Regions from separate parts of the Mus musculus genome. Here all the other regions are linked to region 1. The links are chromatin contacts, called in public Hi-C and HiChIP or PLAC-seq maps. All regions are on one chromosome and are shown on one strand. The core of a region is the stretch at or near the end of the contact, and the rest is flanking DNA. Distances in the headings are between cores, read along the strand shown.

Region 1 (2,864 bases), core at 100-2,599:
GTATGTCCCAAGATACCACTTCCTGTTTCTCAGGACTTGTGTGTGGTGTGTATGGAAATCTAGACCTCCTCATTTTCAAAGGGGGGAGGTGAGGATATGAGTGTTTCTAAGAGATGGAGATCCCAGAGTGGCCCACTAACAAATTCCTGCCTACTAGACAGATGCCCATAAGAAAGGCAGCTAGCACTCACTGTTGGTGAGGAACCTGGGGAACCCCTCTTGCATTGGTAGTGGAAGTCCAACCCCATACAGATGTTCTAAGAATTTTAACTGGTAGTCCTTCAAAAAGCCAGGTCATGCCCACTGATGTTCCCACAATCTCATACAATGATGCTTTCCCAGCTACCTGGGTATCCCTTAATTGGACAACCACCACAGCACCTAGGTTTTATAAGCATTGGAGTGGATGGCTCTAGGAGGGAAGGGAGTGGGAGTCAGGATGGAGCATTAAAGGAAAAGCAGTCCACTTAATAAAACATGATGCAGGGCTTGTGAAGTTGGATGAGAGTAGACAGTGGGGTAAGAGATCTAATTCACCCAGCTCTGAGTCTTCTGTTAAAAGCAGACACGAGCAAGCTGTGTTTGTATGTCTGGGTCATGGCAAATGTGCAAGATGTTGAACGGTGGGACTGTTTCCAGAGTAGCCTCCTTCCTGTAAGGGAGGCCTTGTGAGGAACGGTCAGCTTCTCAGTAAGCTCTTCATCCACATGGCATAAACAGACGATTTCAGGGCCAGAATGGAACTCAGTAAAATGCTTGTTATGTCGTTCTCCGATGCCTGGAAAGATGAAACATTTACCCCCTGAGATTAATTTTTCACTGACTGATCAAACTCAATGTACTGTTTATGTTCTCTGTAACAGGAATTTTAAAGCACATAAATTTTTAAGCAAGAGTCTGATATCCAAAAAGATACATTACTTTGATCTAAAGTAATTTGAAGTTCAACTGGGTGAAGTACTCCTACTCTTTAAGCTACTTATTTATAAAATATGGATCTAGTTAATCAGATTTATAGTATGAAGCTGGGAACATTCTACGATGACTCATGATCACTAAGGTTCTGAAAAGACTTTCCTTCAGAGGCTTCACTACCTACTAGCCACATGCTGACCCATCACTGTTCTTTTCTGGATCAGTTTCCTCATCTGTAAAATGGTTGGACGAGCAGATATATGATGTCCTCTCAACTCTGCAAGTGCTGTGATTTCACAGCCACAAAGCACATATAAAACAGTAAATTCCACCAAACTGAAAGTTCTTCCCACAGTCTATCTGCATTGCTGCAAGCCAAGAGAAGCTGGCACACTCTAACCCCAGAGCTGTAGATGACTCAGTCTGTATTTGCACACAGTGTTTCTCTTGCGTCTCCCTGGCATTCTCTGAGCCAGACTTACTCATATGTTAGGTCCAGTGTACAAAGTGTCTCTAGTATTTCTGAGGCTGAGATTTGAGCAGTAAATGGTATGCTGATAGTCCTACGTTTAGGATCCATGACTCTGAAAGGTTTCTTTAGGGACATCCAATACAAATAATATCTTGTCTGGTGTCCAAGGTGGTGGTGTTCTATGCTGCTGCTGTTGTTGATTATGATGATGATGTTGGTGATGATAATAAAAATGATAGTAATGATGATGATACATTATATTCCTGGCACAGATAACATGCTGAGTGCTTTCCAAATATTTGAGTCCTTATAGTGCCTGCAAAATAAGTACTAACATTATTTCCTTTTATACCGTAGGAAGACACAGAGACATTAGATAACTTCCTTATTGTTGTTACCCATTGAGAAAATGGAAGGGCTAATATTTGAACATAGGCTAGTTAGGTCAATTGTTCATTATTTTAGATATTATGTCTCTACTATCTTTCTAATAAATAATGAAGCTCCAGATTATGTACATATTTGGATATTACGTTAGATAATTATCTGCACTACATGTTTAGCACAGTGTTCCCACTATTTCAGTGGTGAGGAACTCTTAAGAGAAAGATGATCAGAAAGGAACCCATTGACTTATTTCCCTTCTTCTGTTCCTGGATTTAACATTTCAATGAAAGTAGTTAGTAGTTTTTGAGTCCCTCTGCACCAGTCTGGGTGTTTTGTGTATTAAGTTCTGATTGTTGTTGCCCTATATGGAGTATGCTTGGAGATTAGCTCATCTCACTAATGAAGAGCTCTCAGGTGTTCCGTACCTTTTGCTGGTCAGATACCTACTGAAAATCTCAAGAAAAACCATCTAACTGAGAATCTGTCTGCCCCTTGATGCTCATGTCTAAGTGTGCTAGCATTAGTGGACCTGGGTGAGGGAAAATCTTTCTAAAATGTCTTTAACGTCACATCAAACTCTCACTCTTTGAGTCTCTTGTTTATGTGAATCAAGGTTCCCCACTTACTCCTGGACAGGCTATAATCTTAAATTAAGCAGCTGGTTCTTTGTCATTTGTGGGCTTTGAACAAAAACACAAAATCTTATTAAGCAACCAAGAGAAATAATACACCAAAAACTCGATTTTTATTTTCTCTACTGAAGCTATTTGAAATCCAGTATTATTATTTATATTTTTGGAGGATTTTCTTTCACTAGTGAGCGTTGTTTGAGCATTTTATTTCTTTCTTCACACATATTTAAAAGGCATTCCGACTGTGTGGTATTATGCTACACATGAAATGTTCTAGAAGGCAGCATAAGGAAATAGTGACTATCTATAAAACTGTGGTCTTTTGTATGTTTTTTTATGTGTGTGAGTGGGGTGAAGACACCCACACATGCATGTGGAAGACAGAAGTCAGCACCGGGAGGACTTCCTATATTGCTCTTCACATTATTAGTGAGAAACAGGTTGTTTACTGAGGCAGG
Region 2 (3,070 bases), core at 212-2,711, 500 kb after region 1:
TGAGAAAATAAAGATTCTAAAAATGCAGATAGGGACCTCTTCAAAATTTCAGACATTAAACCCTTTCTACAATTAAGCAAAAGTTAAGGATATTTAAGAGGGGGGAAAAACAGACTTTGCACAATAAATCTATACTTTCCACATCTTTCATGTCTTTCTTTTAAATGATCAAGAGGAGGCTTAGGGTTTTGTTGTTGTTGTTGTTGTTGTTGTTGTTGTTGATTTAAGGAAACTAAAGTGTCCTTTGGAAGTCCCATGCAGGGATAGAGAACAGACAGATAACTAGACTCTGGTTTTCTCAGTGGCATGAGTAGCCTAACAGCCATGGCTTCCATATCCTTGAGAATGAGCCATGATGGAGAAGCATCAGGTGCCATACAGGGTCAGAGCCTCATCTACCCCATCGCTGATGGTGACACCAGTTACCAGATACAAGAATTAACACTGGGAACTGAATAGAAGCAGGCTCAGCAGGCCAAAGAGCTTTCTAGGCTGCTTATGTGGGAGACGCCTACCTCTCCACAGGTAAGATGCCTACCTGTTCACAGGTAACAGGCAGTCACTTAGGCTGCAGTTTGCTTCCCTCTTCTGGCCTAAAGGTGAGTGGCTGATGTTTAGTGGTACCTGAGACATAGCTCATTTCACCAGGATGCTATCTGCCCCTCTTCTTGATTCCTATTTTACAGACAGCTGTAGGCAGTGCCTCTTCCCATGCCTAAACATGAGTCCACTGTTGGGCCTCCAGACTTGTCGTTCCTGATTTCCGTGAGATCAAGGAAAATTACAAAGGAGGACTTCCTACTCATCTCTAGAAAAATATAACATTTCTAATGCTTGCTAGTAGTTCTGTCAGTCGTAGGGGGTGGATCAAGTTCTGAATGGATGTGCACTGCTTCACACGGGCACAGCCATGTCAGGAACCCCAATGTCTCAGCCCATGAGTAACATAGACTGAGAGAGTGAACTGAGTAAAGCTTAGACGGATGGTGAAGCCTTCCGTGAGGCTCTGAGTGTGAACACTGATACTGTGGAACGATATGTCCACCATAGCTTTTCCCCGAAGATATTCACTGCTGAAGACTGCTTTCCATACCGACGTTAGCTAAACCTGCCTCCTTATGCACCCGCATATGAGGGGAGATTCGGCACTACGTCAAGGGTACTTTGGAAGACTCATGTGCCACCAATCGGGACACAGAAGGGCAAAAGAGATCTGTCAAACAGGCAGAATTTTGGAGAAACAGTTTGGAGAGAATCTTACAAGAATGGAGGAGTGAGACAGCAGAATAAAGAGCAGAGCAGGATCCGAAGGCTGATGGATGGGCCTGGATGCTGATCCTAAACGCTCAAATGGAGGGCAACAGGGCGCCTGAGAACCCAGCTGGACAGGGTAGAGGAAGGGAAGGTCGGGAGTGCCGTGTGGCTACAGAGGCACGAATGCAAGGCATGTCTGTGACATAGACAGACAGTGTGCTGTTTTGGTCAGACCTCCCTCCCACTGGGCGCCACACCAACCCAGGCCTAGTTCTTAGCCAACAAAAATAAACATCACTCATAAAATTAATGGAAACAATCTGGTTTTCTCTTGCAATAGAAAAAAAGTTTTCTTAATTACTCTTTTTTTTTTTTTTTGTAAGCTTTGAATTGTGTATCTTGTAACTAGATGCAATCTTTTAGAAGTCGACTAGGCATTAGGGGTTTGTGGCATGAGTCTTAAGAGTTATATTTTCACTTGCTGCCTGTAAAATGGTAGACTCTGAAGAGCTCTCCCGCAGCTAGGGCAGTGAACACAGATCTCTCTCTCTCTCTCTCTCTCTCTCTCTCTCTCTCTCTCTCTCTCTCTCTCTCTCTCTTTCAAAATGCATCCATCCATTCCTAAATCTTTGGTGAGAGTCTCAATGCAAAATTAGGTTTTGCAATATGAATCTTATATTTGTATCCTTTCCTTAAACATAAAAGTGGTTTGCATTGATAGTCTTCTCCTTTTGTTTTTGTTTTTGTTTTTTGTTTGTTTGTTTGTTTGTTTGTTTGTTTGAAATTCTCCTTAAAATGGCGTGGCTGTTGGTAAGTGCTCTTGTGCCACAAACAGAAGCACACCAGCACTGATCTAAGAAAACAAGTCATAACTAGAGATAGATTTACTTATTCCTATTAGGAAGAATTCCAACCTCCTTTCTTGTTCCTCCCTTCTTATGTAAAATTAATACAATTCATGGCTTATTGGAAGGTACAGCAATGACGTATTACTTAACGGAAGGCATATCACAAGATCTAAGAAAAATGTACAGGGCAGGGAGGGCCAGGGATGGATAGATTTTCTGAATATATCTTGGTTCATAGGTCTGACTTCAAGAATTAATGTATTTCACCACACAGAAATCCTATTCTCCCAAGAGGGATGGTTTTCAAGGCTTCAAACTGAAATTGTGCATTCAGGGAAATTCTAAACATATTAGAATTTTTCCTGTTTTCTATAGCCTTGCCATCAATGGTAGAATTAATGTCTTTTCATGTGTTTTCTTGAATGCCTGCAATTCCTCACTACTTCTGTGTTCTGTGCCCATTTTATGCAAAGTTAAGAATTACTTAAACACAAAGGCAGAGATTCTGAGACATCTGACAGATAATCGGGCAACTGTTGAAGTGACAGCAAACGTTACACACTCTAGTTCTTGGGATTCCTGAGACCTCCATGGCCCCCATGGGCACCTACGTAAGCACATACCCATACACATAACTAAAATAAAAAACCAACTGTGTATAAAAATACACAGTAAAATGGTTCAAAATGAACACAGTTGGCTTGTGTTTGTTGTAGATCAACTGAGTAGCATGGGGAGAATGGGTGATGGCCAGAGGGGAGAAACATTGACATAGACTCTAACCTCTTGTATGTATGCAGTTTTCTACCATTAAAGAAAAAGCTGTGGAGTCTGGAAAGATGGCTCAGTGGTGGGGCTTGCCGTGCAAGCATGAATGCTGGAGTTTGGATTCCCAGCACCCATACATATATAAAAAAATCCAGGCAAGCATAGTGGCTTGCTTATTTATAATCCCAGCTTAGTAGGCA
Region 3 (2,984 bases), core at 245-2,744, 430 kb after region 1:
CCAGAAAGTGGTAGTTGAGGTAGGAGGGCACCCTGAGGGCGCGCGGGCAGGAGAACTTTCCCCGCTCCACCGTCCCGGCACCCCCCGGGTAGCCGCCGCGGTAACCACCGCCGCCGTGCTGCGGATTACTGGTCCAGAACTCTGGTAGCAAGGAGGGAGTTGGGGTGCCTTTGTCGGACGTGTTCTGGCCCACGCACAGCTCTCCTGCGCCGTGCACCGGGAACTTCTCGCACTTGAGTGTGTCTGGCCACTGGAAGCCGAACTTGTTCATGAGCGCCTCGCAGCCCTGGCGTGCGCGCTCGCACAGGGAGCGGCAGGGCGGTAGCGCCTGCTCCAGTACGGTGCACACAGGCGCGTACATGGAGCACAGGAAGAACTTGAGCTCGGCGGAGCACTGCACCTTCACCAGAGGGTAGAACTGGTGCACCTCCAGACCGGCGTCCTCCTGATTCGTGTGGCCCAGCAGGTTGGGCATGATGGTCTGGTTGTACGCGATGTCCGTGCACAGCGGGATGGAGATGGGCTGGCAGTAGCCGTGGTCCGGGATGGAGATGCCCCGTTCGCCGTTGTACTGCTGCCCGCTCTGCTGGGGCTGGGGCGGCGGCGGGGCTTGCTGGCCCGGCCCGGATACCTGGCCCGCCGCCTGCGCTCGGACCCCCAAAAGCAGAGGAGCCTCCAGCAACCAAAGCAGCAGCAGCAGCCCGCTAGCCCAACGCCGGGGATCAGCCCGGGGGCGGCGGTGGCTGGCCGTGTCCTCGTGCCCCACCTCCTCCCGCCGGCCCGGGAGTGCTTCGGCACAAAGTTCCAAGCTCAGCCGGCCGGCGGCCCGGGACTCGCTAGGCGCCGCCTCCTCAGCCATACTTTTTCGGCTCCCTCCTCGGCGCGGATTGACTGGGACGGGCAGCGGCGCGGCGGGTGGTGGCTCCCACTGTGATCCGGGAGAGCTGGTCGCCCGTGCCCTCCGTCGGGGTGCGGCCGCTCTCTGCCCGCTCCCCGGGATTCTGCTCCGCGTCCCGCAGCCGCCGCCGCCGCCGCGGAAACTTGCGGTTCATGAAGCGCGGGCGGCGAGGAGAGCAAGAGTGGTCCAGGCGCGCCGGGGTCGCGTCCCTCTTCCCTGGCCCGCGGCAGGCTGTGGCTCTTGTCAGGCGGCGCCGCGTTAGTGGTCGCAGCCGGGCAGAGGAGCGCCCAACTCTCGGCAGCCTAGCCGCCCTGGGTCCCCCCTGCGCCTCCGCCTCCTCCTTCTCCGCCGCCGCCTGACCATTTGTGTCAATCCCTCAACTCGCAGCCTCTGCTCTCCCTCGCGCGCCCTCCAACGGGTTTCTAGGCGCCCCCCAGTCTGTCTTTCACCGGGAGGGAGGAGCCTTGAAACCGACGCGGAGCTGGCGGCTCAGGGACCGTCGCCCAATCGCAGCACCCGCTTCACAGCGCAAAGGGAGCCCTTTCCCTCCGAGCCCGGACTGGAGCCCGCAGCAGACCGGAGGAGGTGGAGGAAGTAGTGGTGGCGGTGGCAGAGACTCCGCTCCGGCACAAAGAGTAGCTATGAAGCCGGACAGGCTAGGTCGCTTTTGCTTTTGCAGAAGAAAGGGCGAGGACAAGTAAGAGAATGGTCCCATATGCGGCAGGAGATAATGAATAGGAGTCGGCTGGCCGCGGGGATTTAGCTCTGTCTTGCTTTTTATCTGTCTTCATATTTTATAATCCTACCCTCGACTCTCTGGTCACAGACTGCTACTTTGAGTGCTGCGTTCTGATTGCGTGCCCCTGACTTGAGAGTCGGGTTTCCTTTGAATTTAAGTCTGTCGAGGTTTTGTTTAAACTATGACTCCAATAAACCGTGGAGCTCACAGACTGGCCTTGGTGGACTTTGGACGCGCCATTTCCCCCGATCGCTGTCAAATGAAAGCAAAACGCAAAGTTTGGTGGGATGTAAATTGTAAACCCAGATGCTCCTGTGAGTAGTATGCGTCGTGTAGTCAAACTTTCCCCCTTCTCTTTAATGGTATCAGAAACAGAAGTAAAGGAAAACAGAAGCTATTCATTAAATGCTGGAGGAAAACCGGCTTGAGAACCAACGCATTGGGTGCTCCAGCGTGAGACACGGGAGCCATACATCCAGACAGGAGGATCAATCTGGGACCATTTGAGGGCCGCTTCTAAACACTGGGGACCCTGCAGGGTCTGTTGGGAACTTCTGAGGCCTGGGTCATTTAAGTTCCTCCTCAGTGGAAGTAGTCAAAGCTGAAGCTATTAGTTTGAAGGACAAAACACATGACCAAAGTGAGTCTGAAAGACCAAGCACAGTCAGTCAGTCGACTCAAACCAGGATAATCAACCTCAGCAGACACACATGCTTGTTCTTGCAAGTTTATTTTCAAGAACTTGTGTGAGTCGGATTTATCAATAAAGTGCTATTATGTTTTATTAATTCTATCAAGAGTCCCCCCCCCCTTCGATTAGACTTATCTCACGAGACTGTTCCCGAATTATTTTCTATCTTCTTTTATACAGATTCACTTTTCATTAGATATTATCTCACGAGACTGTTCCCGAATTATTTTCTATCTTCTTTTATACAGATTCACTTTTCATTAGATATTTACCAAGCATCCATGATACAGTGAGCACTGTCTCAGGAGGTAGGGAGCACAGAGGAAGCCCTGGCACATATTTAAAGGAGGGCATAGTACAGTGGGCACAGGAACGTCACCAGTGATGGCAGTGCCCACCCATTCTCAAAAGGGACGCAAGGGAAGTAAATGACCTGCTAACACGGGAGATGAGGAATGGGAGGGGTCATCGGAGAAATAGATGCAAAATGCAAAAGAGAAAAGCACAAAACAGAAAACAAAACAAAAAGGCAACAAACAAACAAACCCCTCAAGTTTCTGAGGGGCAGGCAAGGAGAACATGCCCTGGTCATGACAGGAAAGAAAGGGCTCTTTAGCTGGTACAAAATATCATGAACCAAACTGTTCAAACAATAG
Region 4 (2,820 bases), core at 47-2,546, 470 kb after region 1:
TTACTATTGTAAACACCATGCCCAGTGTAAGGCAAATCCAAGCATTGTTAGCAAGTCTCAGAGACAAGCGATGGAGCATATACTGTTCGTAAAGAATTGTCTTCCCTTTGGGACAGTTGGTTACTCAGTTCTGGGAACTGGGAAGCCAGGGAAGGGTAGAGGGTAGAAGTTCCCTCTGGAACACTTTGCTGCAAGCCAGGCAATTAGCACTTCAGGATCCAAGAGCCATAGATGGGCAAAGGTTTCCTTGGAGCTTATGAGGGATAATATCCAATTGCAGATAATTCCAGAGACCTGAGACTTAATTCCCAGAAGTACAAGAAAATCTCCATCTGTTTTCTTCTCATCAGTCTGGCAAGGTTTCTTGGTGGGTAATTGTGTACACCATTTTTCAATGGGCTGTGTAGTACTTAAATTAACTAATCTGCAAAAATTCTTCAAAATTCTGCTCATCAAGGGGCTGAGGCTACTTTCTCATCTCTTATTAAACATTGGGCTGGTCTTGGTGACTCCGATTTTTAAATAAAGAAGTAGATCTTAGAGAGAGATGGGAGGAATAAAAAACAATTCTATGTGGTGTTCAAGGCTAGTTATTAAAGACACTGGTGCTATCCTATGTTTTTATGAGATAGAGAGTCCCCCAATAAGATTGTCAGGAAACAGTTTTCAAGTGATCTTACTCCCCACCCCAACTGCCAATTAACACTAACTATTACAGAGTTTGAACAAAATGAAGAGGAACTTCAGGCCTCCGAATGCCTCTGAGAAGTCATTCAGCCATAAAATCAGGGTATACTAATAGAAAAGAAAGGATAACTGGAAGGAGCCAAGAGTCTAGAACATGGAGCTGAAAGCCCCGGGAATACTGACCTCTAATCAAGGAACAGGCAATGCCCCTTGTGGACTTCAGAATGGTCACACACTACTAATTACTACATGTGCTCTGTTTCTGAAACATCTGTTTAGGTTGTCCTGTGATGACTCTTTCACAGTATGTTAATTATGGAACAAATACAAGGACCTATACCCTAGGAGCCCCAGGTATAGCACTTTTACTAAATTTAGATGAGATTTCAGACCCCAAGCCAGAGACAGATACATAACAGGTAATATATTACAGACCTTGTGTGTTATGGGGTGTGATGGGTAATTTTTATTGTCAACTTCATACATCCTAGAGTTAACACGGAAAGAGGAAACCTCAGTTGGTGAATTTCCCAGATCAGACTGGCCAGTGGTCATGTCTATAAAAGATTGTCTTGAATGATGACTAATTTGGGAGGGCCCAGTCCACTGAGGGCTGCGGCATTCCTAGGCAGGTAGGTCTGCATTAAACAAGAAAGTTCTCTGAGTAAGCCACTGAGCTGGTCAATAAGCCGCATTCCTCTGTGGTTTCTGCTTCAATTACTGCTAGATTTCTTACTCTGACTTCCCTCAATGGTGGATTGTTGCCTGGAAATATAGGTTAAAATAAACCCTGTTCTTCTCAGATTATTTTCTCAGTCAGTGATTTATCACAGCAACAGAAAACAAAGCACAGTACAGAATAGAGGTATTTTGTCTATGGGCTCAGTATACATGACTTGTGATCAACAGTGACCTGTACATCTTTTGTAATATGACTACAATTTCTATTAAAAGATAAAATTTAAGTCTCTTTTCTTTAAGGATAGACTGGCCATGGTGGTTTCTAACAACCTGGATGCTACATCCTAAAAAGCGATTCAGCATCCCTTGGAGCCCCAAGTCTCAAACACCTAACCTGGAGCCATCAAGCTTGTGAGGAAGCAGTTAGATTCTAGGGCTCTGACCCAGCTGTTCAGCACTCTGTTGACTTTGTTGACCTTCTAAGATCTGGTACCAATAGCACAGCCTCAGGTGAACTTAGTTGGACCACCATCAGATTGCAGCCTGACTTCATAAAATGTTGCAACTCACAATCATCTAGATAAACTCCTTCTGACCCCATGGAAAGTTTGAGATAATAAATGCCTGCTTTAAGACACTAAATGCAGAAGGTGATCTATTAAGTAGAAGTGGGTTGCCAGGACAACGACATACCATACTTCGTTCTGTGCGAGTGGAGAGCCCTGGAGCTCAGAGATGTTCAGTGTGGGTTCTTGTCAACAGCTGCAGGTTCCACTCATCGCCTCTGTTTCTCACTGTCCTCTTCCTTATCGCCTCTGTTTCTCACTCTCCTCTTCCTTAGCTTTAGACTTCCTTTGGGCTCCAGGCAGTACGTCCTCTGACACCGAGGTACCACTTGGCTAGGCTAGGCTTCTGTGTTGGGGACCTTGGCAGTTACTAATACCTCGTGAGGTTCTAGTTTTTCTGCAATCCCTCTGATGTCTACATATACCAGCCCATTTTGGCCTCCCAAGACCATATCTTTCCATCTTCAGATCTTCTAACTGTAGGGTCTCAGGGCACCCCTGCATCCGGGCTTCATTTTCAGCTGCCTCTTGGCTGATCTTCAGACTTCCGGCTGCACATAATGGGAACATAGATAGTGTATTTCCAGAAAAAATAGGGAGGAGGCTTATATAGACCCTATCTCAGACTTGGGGAGGACTCAATCTTTACTTTCAGAACCCCTAAGGGGGAAAGTGAAGGTGCCAGAGAGCACTCTTACCTTGATGCCACCCGCCAAGACTGTGGTGAGTTCTATGTCTAGTGCTCAATGAAATCATTACAGACAGCTTAGCTGGAGGCAGACTGTCCCTGTCCGGGAGCAGGAGATGTGATGATAAATCTTTGGGTTCTCTGCTTATCATTGCTGGAATTCAGAGACTGTGGCTCGATTTCTACTATTTTGGCCCC

Evidence for each region. Hi-C and Micro-C count contacts between places; a contact is called where the count stands out from the background. HiChIP or PLAC-seq counts read pairs in DNA pulled down with a chosen protein or histone mark.
Region 2: a contact with region 1 is called in a Hi-C map of uterus. The contact joins two enhancer-like sites. A contact is called at or near these places in 4 of 484 Hi-C or Micro-C datasets (all in uterus) and 1 of 115 datasets of contacts at active chromatin or transcription factors (astrocytes).
Region 3: a Hi-C map of uterus shows a contact between it and region 1, with 4 times the contacts expected there. The contact joins the promoter of Fzd1 here to the enhancer-like site in region 1. A contact is called at or near these places in 13 of 39 promoter capture datasets (the 3T3-L1 cell line, 3T3-L1-derived adipocytes, the HPC-7 cell line and 10 more), 1 of 15 datasets of contacts at CTCF or cohesin (the NIH/3T3 cell line), 14 of 484 Hi-C or Micro-C datasets (the C2C12 cell line, the HL-1 cell line, cerebral cortex and 5 more), 19 of 115 datasets of contacts at active chromatin or transcription factors (the NIH/3T3 cell line, astrocytes, cardiomyocytes and 15 more) and 1 of 9 other capture datasets (adipose tissue).
Region 4: a FOXA1 HiChIP or PLAC-seq map of pancreatic cancer cells shows a contact between it and region 1. The contact joins two enhancer-like sites. A contact is called at or near these places in 1 of 39 promoter capture datasets (neural stem cells), 1 of 484 Hi-C or Micro-C datasets (bone marrow-derived macrophages) and 1 of 115 datasets of contacts at active chromatin or transcription factors (pancreatic cancer cells).

What each region holds. Positions count from the first base shown.
Region 1 is chr5:4,322,207-4,325,070 of GRCm38.p6, forward strand. No RefSeq gene overlaps it. Among named protein-coding and RNA genes, the nearest start is that of Gm40261, 50 kb to the left of the region's middle. Within about 2 kb of position 1,350, at least 66 of the 459 cell types and tissues checked have an H3K27ac peak or open chromatin away from gene starts, as enhancers often do. A contact at or near this core is called in the C2C12 cell line, the NIH/3T3 cell line, the SN4741 cell line and 6 more, where this site is marked.
Region 2 is chr5:4,824,705-4,827,774 of GRCm38.p6, forward strand. All of the region lies in intron 14 of Cdk14 (cyclin-dependent kinase 14), which reads right to left. Among named protein-coding and RNA genes, the nearest start is that of Fzd1, 68 kb to the left of the region's middle. Within about 2 kb of position 1,462, at least 34 of the 459 cell types and tissues checked have an H3K27ac peak or open chromatin away from gene starts, as enhancers often do. A contact at or near this core is called in uterus, where this site is marked.
Region 3 is chr5:4,756,722-4,759,705 of GRCm38.p6, forward strand. Fzd1 (frizzled class receptor 1) reads right to left here and starts at 1,495. Exons shown (of 1, transcript NM_021457.3): 1 at 1-1,495. The coding sequence starts at 859.
Region 4 is chr5:4,787,330-4,790,149 of GRCm38.p6, forward strand. No RefSeq gene overlaps it. Among named protein-coding and RNA genes, the nearest start is that of Fzd1, 31 kb to the left of the region's middle. Within about 2 kb of position 1,297, at least 26 of the 459 cell types and tissues checked have an H3K27ac peak or open chromatin away from gene starts, as enhancers often do. A contact at or near this core is called in pancreatic cancer cells, where this site is marked.